Regions from separate parts of the Ovis aries genome. Here region 2 is linked to region 1. The links are chromatin contacts, called in public Hi-C maps. All regions are on one chromosome and are shown on one strand. Each heading gives the region's core, a stretch centred on a gene start, on an enhancer-like site or on the middle of the called end of the contact. The rest is flanking DNA. Distances are from core to core; before and after follow the strand shown.

Region 1 (3,129 bases), core at 256-2,755:
TCAGACCAAGGCACCTGGTTGCCAACTGCTCTGATTAAACAAGCCACTCAAAGGCCCTCCTTTCCCCAGAAGAAGCCATGGGGAGGACACCGTCAGGCAGAGTAAGCTGCAGGGTCCAAAGCCCAAGCTCCCCTCCTACTCCCTCCCCAAATAAGTAAACTCTACCTAAATGAAAAACAAAACAATTCACCTGTAATTCACACCCTCCAGAGGCAAACAATAGCACTGCGGTATCTTTCCTCTTTTCTGTGCAATTGGGTCCTTTACATCTACTATCTTCAAATACACTCTAAAAGCATACTTTCATGGCTGCGTAATAGTCTTTTTTCTGGTGTACCTTGTTTTGCCATCCCACAAGGCTGAGCATTTAAATTGTCTTTAATTTCTGACTATTATTATAATGAACACTCTCAAGAGCATCCTTTTATAGAATTTGTACTTACTCTTAAATTCTTAACCTCACTCTTAAATAGTAATAATCAGCTTCTTTTTTTCAGTAAGTCCAGAAATTCTGGAAGGTCAAGACTTGGGTTCTAATCCCAATTGTGATACCTACTTTCTGTTTATCTTTGGAGACTTTTCTTTCTGTTTATTCTTCCAGATTTTCATCTATAAATTGTGACAGTTTTGAATCAGACGTCTGAAATCTGATGGAGGTTGTGTGGCACGTTTCTCTGATGTACTCTGGGGCATTAGGAAGGAGAAAGAGTTTTTCCAGGTGGCTCAGTGGTGAAGAATCTGCCTGCCAATGCAGGAGACTCAAGAGATGCGGTTCCGTCCCTGAGTTGGGAAGATCCCCTGAAGGAGAAAATGGCAACCCACTCCAGTATTCTTGCCTGGAGAATTTCGTGGACAGAGGAGCCTGGCAGGCTACAGTCCATGGGGTACCAGAGTCGGACACGATGGAGCACGCACACAATGTATACTTAAAACATCATACTTATAAACACACTAGCCAGAGAACTAGAGAATTCGGGAGCAAACAAGATGACTCACGCGCTCAAGCTGACTGCCACCCCTGGAGATATCAGCGCCTTTCCAAGGAAAATGCTGCAGGAAGGCTCTCAGAGCGGGCCAGCTCTGCCACTAACTAGCCTGGCCTCCAGCGTCTGCGGCAGTCCTCCAAATGTCAATTTCCCCATCTTTACAAAAAGAGGTTCACTACACCTATCCTGTTTACCCCCACAGAACTGTGACTGGAGTTCATGAGCAAAAGGGCTCCCGAGTCCTTGCTTGTGCGCCGACCCCAGCAATTTTCGGACCCCGCCAGGCTCGCAGGCGATGGGGTTCCGGTCACCTGCCTTCCCTGATCTCCCGACTCCACTCAAAGCGCCCCTCTGACAGCCCTGTAACTACCAGCGATCATCCTCTCCTAGCCTGGCGGCCACCTCCACCCCCACCCCCTCGCTCATCGTCCCGGCGGCGGGGCTCCACGTAGGGAACTGGAACGGTGGGGACGTCTCACCAGTCACCGCTGCCCGCGCGCTCCTCCTGGCCACGCCGCGTGCACAGCACCGTGAGGCGCCCGTATTTATAGCGCTCCGCTGCGTATACACCCACTTTGGGGCTGGCTGCAAACCTGCATGACTCACGCCCAAAGAATGCCGTAGAAAGCACCGGGAGCTTTCTGGAAGCCCGCGCGGGAGGGGGTGCTGAGATGCGGGGGGCGGGCAGTTGGCTGGGGGTGGAGGGGGGGAGAGATCCGGTGCAGCACTCAGCGGGGGGCGCAGGGGGGCGCTTTGGCACCGCGAAAGGCTCCAGCGGAGACAGACGTTGGGGTGCGGGATCGCACCCTTGGGGCTCAGAGCTGGGGCACGGCGCCCCCAGGAGGGAAGAGCCTGAATTAACGTGCACGGCGAGCCCCCAGCTCCGCAGAAGTGGAGGGATGCTCCGCGCCCCAGGCTGGTGCCTACTCCCAAATCAAAACTCACAATTCCGCTGCCCGATTGAACGTTAATTTCTCACTTGCGCCACTCCTCCGGCTCCATTTAACAGCATCAGAAATAACGGGGCTGTAATGGAGAGGGATGTCGTGATAGAGAAGGAACGCAGAAAGAGTGAAATGACCGCTTCCCAAACCACTACAGTGACCTGGTGATCCCACGGCAGACCTGCTAGGCGGCAGGAACAGAAACAGGTTCTTGGGAATGAACAGAGCATCCGTTTGGGAAATCATAAGGCCTCCCTGACTCTCTGATTCCTGGACCTTAACTAAATGTTGTCCCCATCCACCTGAGATTCAGCCAAACCGAGTGGGCTTCATGAACATGGTACCCTGCTGCCCCGCGCATTATTTGATGAGCTACTGTCCAAGTCTTGAAATTCTCAATCGTGTTTGAACAAGGGGCCCTGCGTTTTCCTTGTGCCCAGGGCCTCTCAAATTATGCTGCTGATCCTGTTTGCAAAAGCCTTCACTCATCTCCACCAGCCCCAAGTTCCCTCTGCTGGCAGGAGGAAGCTTGCCAACAGACTCCCTGTGGCAGGGGGCTTTGATGGGGATGAGGGGTGGGAGCCCTTATGCCACCCCCTGGCAGGGAGGGGACCAACCCAGAAGCACCACAGGCATAGCGATTAATACTTCGTGGGGAAGAAACCGAGTCAGGCACTCTGGTCCAGGATGTTTGAGCCCTAAGAGAAAGGCCTAGGGGCTTGAGGGTGGTTCTCGCCCTGGCTGGGTGAAGATGGGTGTGCAGGGCAGGTGGGGACAGTTTGGTTCACTTGCCAACTGAAAACCGGCGAGATGAGGGGCAAAGAGGAGAGTCCTATGGCAAGGGGCTGAGTATTCCTGCTCACAGCTTTCAACATACAGCTTCAGACCCAGTCCCTGGTTGCCCAAGGTTCGGGGCAACTAGAACTCCACCCTTTTCAGGACAGAGCACAGAGGGAGCTTCTAGGCAAGTGAAAAACAGGGAGAAAGTGTATGTGGGAGCAAAAGGGGGGAGGAGTGTTGCATAGAATTCTGACGGAGCTCTTAGCTCCATCCTGAGGATCTGGGTGACCTTGGCCAGCCCGAAGATTTTAACCCCCACACCCCATCCGGGCTCCTCAGTTCTCAAGTTTCTTCCTTTTGGACAATGAGGAATCTGGAATGTATCATCTCTGAGGTCCCCTTCAACGTCACCAGGAGCA
Region 2 (2,922 bases), core at 303-2,802, 140 kb after region 1:
GAGTTAGCAACTAAAGCAGGACAACAACATGCCCTGCCTATATTTGTCATTCCATTGTTGGACTTGTATGGATAACTATGTTGTCAAGGACTCTCCTGAGTGGAGAAGCTACAAAAAGATGCTTCTGTTATATTATGACAGAGGGGCAGAACAGGACAGACAGCAGATAAAAATGCAATTAGGAGCTTAGAATGATTTTTCAGGCTAGTTTGAATTTTGTTTCTAGTAATTTTAATAATATGGATAAGAAAAAACTAAGCCCACAGAAACAGAGAAATGGCTTACAGCACACTGTGGAAGCCTAAACCATTGAGAAAAATGAGATGTGACAGTGTGATGGAGTAGCAGAGGAGGGCTCTGAGTTACAACTTTCCTGGGCTTCAACTTTCTCATCTCTAAAGAGCAAGTGCCACCCTGTTCAAACCCACATAACCACTATTATTGGTTTCACTTAAATCTCACCTTTAACAAGTAGGCAGAGAGTAGCAATAGAATAGAGTGTGCTAGAAGTAAAAAAATAGCATTCGTTTATTCAGTAAGTATTTACTGAGTTCTTATTAAGAGTCAGGCACTATGCTAGCGGATCAAGGAGAGCCTGTACCTGCCCTCAACGGGCTTACACTCTATCTCAAGCAGACAAAAGTTTAACATCAAATGATACGTGCAATGCTGAACATATATATTGTGTTAAGGGGATTCCCCCAAGAGATATACCTAAGCAATCCTGGGGTGGGAACAAGGAAAGAAAAAAGGCATTTGTAAAAGATAGGCGAGGGCCGTCTCTGGGGAGGAGCAGCTAACTGGGGGGTTCATTTAAGGCAAAGAGAAAAATATAAGTAGAGAAACGAAGACACTGCAGTTCCTGGGGACTAAACACACCCTTTTCTTGCCTGCCAAAGACAAATGAGAAACTATCATGTCACTTTTCAAAATCTGGGACATTAACTCTGCCCAGTGAGTGTATGTCTCGCCACTCCAGAGTCTTTCGGTAGCATCCAAACCCAATAACCCTTTCCTGGAAGGGTAAGGCGCACTTTCTGTAAGGCAGAGTTGTTGGCAGGTGTCTCCTTTCTTACCAGAGAGCAGCAAGATTAAATGTTACGGGGGTGGGTGGGGAAGAGAAGACTTCACGATGTAGTGTGAATAAGTCCACAAACTGCCTGATTCCAGGTAGCGACAGGTCTTTCTAATTGAGGGAAAAGAAGACCGACAGGAGGCAAAGAGAGCACTGGGGATGGTCCCTCTACGCTCCCCTCTCCCCAAACCAGGCACTGAAGAGCAGGCACACTGGGAGGACTGGGACGGACACGGTGGAGAGACCATCAGGACGAAGGAAGAGGCACCCACTGCCGAGAAGGCACTTAAGGACCAGGCTAGCGGTGGCCTCGAGGTCTCGGCTTCGGAGCCCCACAGTCAACATAGGGACCCGGAAGGTCTCGGCGACCACTCACCGCTACTACTGGTGAAGTAGAACACCATGATCCCAGCGGCGGTGGGACAACTACAGCGCCCAGCAGCAGTACTCAAACCTGGAAGCTCAGGATACCGGAAGCGCGGAGGCCGCGTTCCCCGGAACTGCTCACGCACTTCCGGCTGACGTCGGGTCGCATCATAACGCCTGTCGCCAGCGCCATCTTCAATTCTGCTGAGGAGGCGGTGTCGGCGCGCTTGGAGCTCATTTGGGGGTCAAAGGAGAGAGGATGGAGGCAGGAGGATTTAGTGGGTGGAAAACGATGCGGGGAACTATCTTAAGAGAAAAATGCCACAGCCTGGCTTTATTTTTAGAACCTCCACCCTGTGGGCTATCAAGTTGGTTTCATTTGCCGCTTTTCACTCGCATCTGGGCTCCCTGAAAGTAGAAACCTTGTGCCTTCTTCACGGCTACGCTTTCACTGAACTAATCACGGTGCTTGGAACTTAGTATGCTGCTGCTGCTGCTAAGTCGCTTCAGTCGTGTCCGACTGTGTGCGACCCCATAGACAGCAGCCCACCAGGCTCCGCCGTCCCTGGGATTCTCCAGGCAAGAACACTGGAGTGGGTTGCCATTTCCTTCTCCAGTGCATGAAAGTGAAAAGTGAAAGTGAAGTCACTCAGTGGTGTCCGACTCTTTGTGACCCCATGGACTGCAGCCTACCAGGCTCCTCTGTCCATGGGATTTTCCAAGCTAGAGTACTGCAGTGGGGTGCCATCGCCTTCTCCGGAGCTTAGTCTAGAAGCTCATTAAAATTTGAATGAACCTAAGTTCCTCCACTATTCTCATTCTAGCTCCATCACTTGTTGGGCACTTTCGGTTGCTGCACTTCGCAGCAAAATGAGGATGAATGGAGCGGTTAATTCACAGGTTATTTTGCCAAGGTTAAGTAAATTAATAGGTGTAAAAGGTTTAGGACGTGGTGAACAATCTAGAATTAAAGTTAGTTTCACCGGAGGCAGTATGCCTCTCTGCGTTTGGGCTCGTACTGTTCTACCTTTAAATCCAAGATCTGCCATCTGTTACCTACGAGGCTGAGGGAACCTCAAATCTTCCGGCTGTAAAGTGGGAATGATCTGACTCAGTTCCCAACAGCACTTCGCTTTAACCTGATTATTTATATTATCTTATTATGTGAAGTTAAGCGCATCACTGAACTAAATTTTTTTAGAACTAAGAAATGTGCCCAGAGAGTGTACTAGGAGGTGGTACACAAACATAACAGTAGCTAATAACAAACGAGAGCTTTAGGAACTTCTGGGCTTTCCGAAGGAAGAATATACATTGTCCTATGAATAGTAATTGTTTTCAGGCCCTCAGTTTTATTCTCTATACAATGGGAACGATGGTACATATCCCATAGACTGTGGTGAATGAAATAAAACACTAAAACGTGCATGAATACCTGGCACGTAGATGTTACTGGCGTGATTTAATTTATTTAACTTGAA

Evidence for each region. A called contact is a pair of places that touch in the nucleus more often than the background predicts.
Region 2: a Hi-C map of tail adipose tissue shows a contact between it and region 1, with 4 times the contacts expected there. The contact joins the promoter of CCDC25 here to the promoter of LOC101113728 in region 1. A contact is called at or near these places in 9 of 16 Hi-C or Micro-C datasets (hypothalamus, liver, mixed tissues and 5 more).

What each region holds. Positions count from the first base shown.
Region 1 is chr2:102,032,624-102,035,752 of ARS-UI_Ramb_v3.0, forward strand. It overlaps LOC101113728 (clusterin), which reads right to left and starts at 1,506. Exons shown (of 11, transcript XM_060411033.1): 1 at 1,466-1,506; 2 at 557-684.
Region 2 is chr2:102,173,550-102,176,471 of ARS-UI_Ramb_v3.0, forward strand. It overlaps CCDC25 (coiled-coil domain containing 25), which reads right to left and starts at 1,553. Exons shown (of 8, transcript XM_060409534.1): 1 at 1,452-1,553. The coding sequence starts at 1,479. ESCO2 (establishment of sister chromatid cohesion N-acetyltransferase 2) reads left to right here and starts at 1,621. Exons shown (of 11, transcript XM_004004434.5): 1 at 1,621-2,922.